Linked DNA regions of Zea mays: region 2 is linked to region 1. A link is a contact called in public Hi-C data. All regions are on one chromosome and are shown on one strand. The core of a region is the stretch at or near the end of the contact, and the rest is flanking DNA. Distances in the headings are between cores, read along the strand shown. Region 1 has its middle 58 kb from the start of LOC100193823. Region 2 holds the start of LOC103651065 (probable WRKY transcription factor 64).

Region 1 (2,686 bases), core at 54-2,553:
TACAACTATATTTTTTTCGTTAATGGACGAGATGATGCATGCAGATCATGCATGGATATTAGCCATAATATCCATGTGCTATTATTGACCGTAATTAGTGTATGAGCCAAAAATATCTCAATTTGCATGCGAAGCACATGACCTAAAATAGTTTTGACCGGATACAGGAGCCACATTCACGTTGCATGTGATCTGTTTCCTTTTTTTCAGCCGCTCGCACACTAGTCTGGTGCCACATTCACGTTGCATGCAAGACCTGGTGGCTGGTGCCCACCCGTATGACTAGCCATTCAAAACGGCAGCTACCGTTTTAACCAGATCAGGACTCCAGGAGCGTATGGGAGCGTGGTGATCCATTTTTTTCGCAGTAAGGATAGCACCGGACACCAGCACCAATCAAGCAATCACTGCAGTGCGTGAAGGGGCCGACGACTGAAACCCATTGCTACGCGTGGCACCCAACATCGGTATTTTTGTTTTGAGCCGCAATAAACTTTAGATTGGAACTAAATCGTAGTTCCGATCTAGAAATTACATACCATGTGTCTTGATTCAGTAAATGGGAACGAAGCCTGTCGCCTAGGACAGTTCGGCAAGGCCGGAGGACCTGCCGGTTTGACGGAGAGTTGATGCAGATCTCCGATCCTGCAGCAACGTTGAGGTAGAGCGTGCTGATAACGTGTTGACAACTACGTCACCACGGATCACCAGATCCGCTCCCTTCCCTCCCGTCAGCAGTAGAGACGCGAGAAGCTGTAGAGAATCCGTCTCCCTTCCCAGAAACACGACAGAGTAACACACGAGACACTGGATATAGGGTTGGGCCTCTGGCCTCTTTCTGATCTCTCTATTATGAAGGGGTGTACATGTTTCTTATATAGAGATGTGAGACCCCTCAGGGCAAAGCAGGTATTTGCCCACATAACCCTAACTAGGGTTACTTAACAGATTCAACGCCAACGACCGTTCCCGACGTTCGTCGAAGCGAAGTCCTACCTTCGCCTCGCCGAGATCAGCATGGCTGCCAAGCAGGCTCAGCCGTCTCAGGCTTTGCTGCCTCGGCTCCTCCTATGGAGCCATCGCTCAACGCCGGTGGCTGCCGCCGAACAGGCGTGGCGGCGGCAAGAGGATGCCTGGCGGGCATGGTTCTGGTGCTGTGGCATTTCCTGCGTCTTGGGATGGCCATTTCGCATGGCCCACATCCTGGTAGGCGGCCTTCGGCACCTTTTAAGCATATTGGGCCGGCCCATCAGGCGTCCCACCACTCGCGCCCAGCACACCTCCGCAATTGTTCTACGATGGGCTCGTGGTGCCTGGACAGCCTCCGACGGCGCCAGGGATGTAGCCTCCGACAGCGCCCCTGCCTGGGCCCCCTCTGAGGAGGCCCGACTCCACCACCAGATTTCCTAGACGCCGACCCACAGCGACCAGGCTGACTGACACACCCCGGTGGTTTATTCTGGGACTCCAACAAGTTGGCTTCAAACTTCAACACGATGATGCTTCAGCCACCACCAACTCACGAATTATGGATATACTAGTCGGTTACCCGTACGTTGCGACGCCTCACAACAATACCCACATAAATTATCCACAGAAAAGATCTCAAAAATTTTTATTGATTATCTGCGCTTTTCACATAATATACATATGTACAATTTATATTTAATATTATAAACACCCATAATATTCTATTGGTTAGACAGTTTCGCCTAGTGTCTTTCATCATTCTTCCATCAAGGTGTGGGTTCAAACCCCACCTCATGCACCGCTTTTTAACATTTTACACTGAATTGATTTGAAAGAAATGTATGAACTTTTTTATAAAAAGATGACGAAGGACGACTGTTGAAACTAGTGCTTTAAGTATAGTAAAGATGTGTTGAAACTCACGTGACATCAAACTCTGGTAATCTTTGCACCTCTCAACTCCCTTCTTTTTCTACTCCATCCAATATTGTCGTTGGTGATGGTTCTCTTTTACATGTCACTCATACCGGCCCCGTTACTTTTCCTGCCACATGTAGCCGTCTTCACCTAAATAATGTTCCTGTTTCTCCTCAAGTTATTAAAAATCTCATTTTCATTCGACAAATCACCATTGACAATAGATGTTATATTGAATTTGATCCTTTTGGTTTTTCTGTCAAAGACCTCAAAATATGGAGCGCGATCGTCAGGTGCAATAGTTATGGCCCGCTATATCCTCTATTGTCATCAGGTTTCCGACCCTTAGCACTCGCTATTGCCGTCTCTTCATCCACTCTTTGGCATCGTCGTCTTGGACATCTTGGTCATGAGGCTCAGTCTACTCTAGTGTCATCATGCACTATTACTTGTAATAAAAGTGATTCCGAACATTTGTGTCATGCTTGTCAATTAGGGCATCATGTGCGTCTACCCTTTCCCACCTCTAGTTCGCGAGCAATCAATAATTTTGATTTAATACATTGTGATCTTTGGTCATCCCCTATTCCTAATATTTCTAGCTACAAATATTATTTAGTCATTCTTGATGATTGCTCTCACTTCCTATGGACCTTTCCTTTGCGCCTCAAGTCTGACAGATTTTCTACACTAACTCAATTTTTCACCTATGTCTCCACTCAGTTTGGTGTCACCATAAAAAACGTCGAGTGTGATAATGGTCGTGAGTTCGATAACTCCTCCCGCACGTTCTTGGCTA
Region 2 (2,686 bases), core at 72-2,571, 290 kb before region 1:
AAATAAATTGATTACTGTAAAATTTCTGTATGATTACTCTAAAATTTCTGCAATCCAAATGAGCACTAAATCTTTACGGAGTAATTAGTTTTATATGACATATGTTTAGTAGTTGACTTAGGTCCTATTTGGAGCTACTTCTATTAAACTTTAGCTCTAAAAAATTTAATCATAGATTTTTAGCTTACTTTTGAGCTTTAAAACTCTAATATAAGGTTGGTTAAAGTTATCTTTATAAAACTTAGGCGGTCTCCAGCGACTCCTCTAAATTTCATTTCCTAAAAAAATATTCTTTGTACTTTACAACACACTCTAAAAGATTTCGTTCTCTGTATCATCTCCATCTCCAACAATAGCCCCTAAATTCGTTCATCTACATGTACAGTGTCAACAAACTTCTAAAAACTATATTATTTTTCACGATATTGCATAAAATCCCAATTTTAATTTCTTATGCTTCTAAAAATAACATTATAGATTTTGTTTGGATCTAGTAATTATAAATCATACATGTTTAGAAATATTTTACTAGAACTTTTTAATATACATTTGTGCCTTTTTTGCATTAAGAAAAAACGTTCATGTACGTTGAAATTGGATTACGACGAGCTAGTTTGAAACATGCTGTTGTCTGTTGAGGGTCTAGATCTGGAAGATGGGCTCAGCAGCATGCGACACGAGGAAGTGAGTGGGTCCAGATGCACAACAGGATAGCGGGCGACGAATGAAACGCTGAATTCAGCGTGTATGATGCTCTGCACTAAATTTATTAGAGTAGATATAGGACCCTGCTGGATGGATACCGGAGGCTACGATGTACTATATGTAGTGGACAGACCGCTTTAGCGGCTGTTGCTGGAGGTAGCCTTATTTAGGGCGTGTTTGGTATGGCTCCAGAGTAAAACTTTGAGAAGGAGCTGGTCAGGGCATGCTAAACACTCTAACTCCAGAGTTGTAAACTCTATAGAGTTTTTGGAGCTACAGTACATTTTTTTGGAGTGCCTCTTTTGCTACTCTGAAAACTCCAAAAAAGCAACATAGTCATGAAGTTTGAAGTTATTTACCCGCCATTGCCACCTGTTATGAGAAACAATATAAACTCTGGATCAGAGCTGCTTCACCCGGAGTTTTAGAGTAGAGCTACTCTAGAGTGGAGTAGAGTCATATCAAACATACCCTTAGAACTCTAGCTATAAAGTCAGAGTTTTTAAGTTTGAATGAAAAATATAAATAGGCCCGTGATATACATTACAGCCCAGCAAAAAACAGTTTAAAACCCACAACTTCGTTAACGGCAGTCCGCACGCCTGTAGACAATCGCATAGCGCACTAACAGGAAAGGAAGTCCAACGATAAATGATTCAGCCTGCGTATAGCCCACGAAAACTTCCGACCGCGAAAAACGCGGGAGGGCACCCACGGCGGCGTCGATGGGAGGGCCTCCGGCGGACTGCACCGACGGGAGGGCCGAGGGCCTCCGCACGGCGATGCGGGAGGACCTTAGGAGGTGGTGGCCTCTCGGACACTCGCTGCGACGGAACGGAGAGGATCGTGCAAGGAGGTTTCAGGTTTGCTCATTGGCTGTCCAACCGTTTCTGCGAGCCCGAATCGTTCCATGTCTTTTGACCCAAACAGTCCGGCTTCATGATGAATCCTGGCTGCCTTATCTCCTGGTGCTGGGCCAATCCCGCAGGCGAAAGGTAGGCTGATTGAGAATATCGATTTTTAAAGAGCTAGGATGATCGCGATCTGTTCGCTTGTTTTTAAGGTAGTACCGTACCACTTTCTACCATATTTTTGTCTCTATAGATTACTACGTTGCAGCAACTGGCTTTAATATGAAGCACGCTAGTTTTTATGGCGTATCAGGTAAAGCCAATAACATCTAAGTTAATTTGCATACATACATATGGCGCGAAGTGCACGTCAGGCAACCATTCGTAAGACTTTAAGATAATTCTCAACAGATGTTTACGAGTGTAATAACGACAGAGAAGTGACTAATGGTGCGTGCTTATAAACTATTCTGCAACGCTTGAGTGCGCTGGTCTTACTTATGGGCCATGGTCCAAATCAGCTCACTTCGAGAAGATTTCCGCGTTTTCCTTTTTCAAAAGGATAGAATCACTTTTCGTATCATGGCCTGTGCCGTGACTAAATGACCTCATATGAACACACATGTGAATTGTGCTGGTTTTCTAAAGTGGTCTTCATTACTGTGATACGGTCATACGGAATTTTATTCCATAAGTATTCCAACTGTCGGTTTGCCACTTGTTTTAGATAATTAACGGGCAGGGCACGATGAAGTCTATGGTGCTGTGGTTGAGTAGTTGCAGTCTGGAGTACAGTGTTATACATTAACGAAAGTGGCATTGCAACGAATTCAGATCCTACTTCTGCAGACCAATTTTCAGAAAAGTTATCTGAAGGCATGATCAGGGGAGGGACCTTTTGGACTACGAAGCTAGTGACTGTCCCATACTAGTGCACCATGGTGCTCACATCATCTGAAACATGTAAGAATCCTGTCACCCTCGTCCCTCTTTTACATTCCAAATATTTTAGATGGGAAAGTATAATTTATCATTCAGATTGATGATGCTCACACAGCGTTTACTTCATTGTATTTGTTGATCAGATTTACAAAGATTTGTGGGACAGTTCTGTACTACTTTTGACCTAG

The links. A called contact is a pair of places that touch in the nucleus more often than the background predicts.
Region 2: a Hi-C map of leaf shows a contact between it and region 1, with 2.6 times the contacts expected there. The contact joins the promoter of LOC103651065 here to the enhancer-like site in region 1. A contact is called at or near these places in 6 of 25 Hi-C or Micro-C datasets (bundle sheath, ear, leaf and 1 more).

What each region holds. Positions count from the first base shown.
Region 1 is chr3:189,909,383-189,912,068 of Zm-B73-REFERENCE-NAM-5.0, reverse strand. No RefSeq gene overlaps it. Among protein-coding and RNA genes, the nearest start is that of LOC100193823, 58 kb to the left of the region's middle. Within about 2 kb of position 1,303, at least 19 of the 20 cell types and tissues checked have an H3K27ac peak or open chromatin away from gene starts, as enhancers often do. A contact at or near this core is called in bundle sheath, ear, leaf and 1 more, where this site is marked.
Region 2 is chr3:190,204,141-190,206,826 of Zm-B73-REFERENCE-NAM-5.0, reverse strand. LOC103651065 (probable WRKY transcription factor 64) reads left to right here and starts at 1,321. Exons shown (of 4, transcript XM_020550430.1): 1 at 1,321-2,519.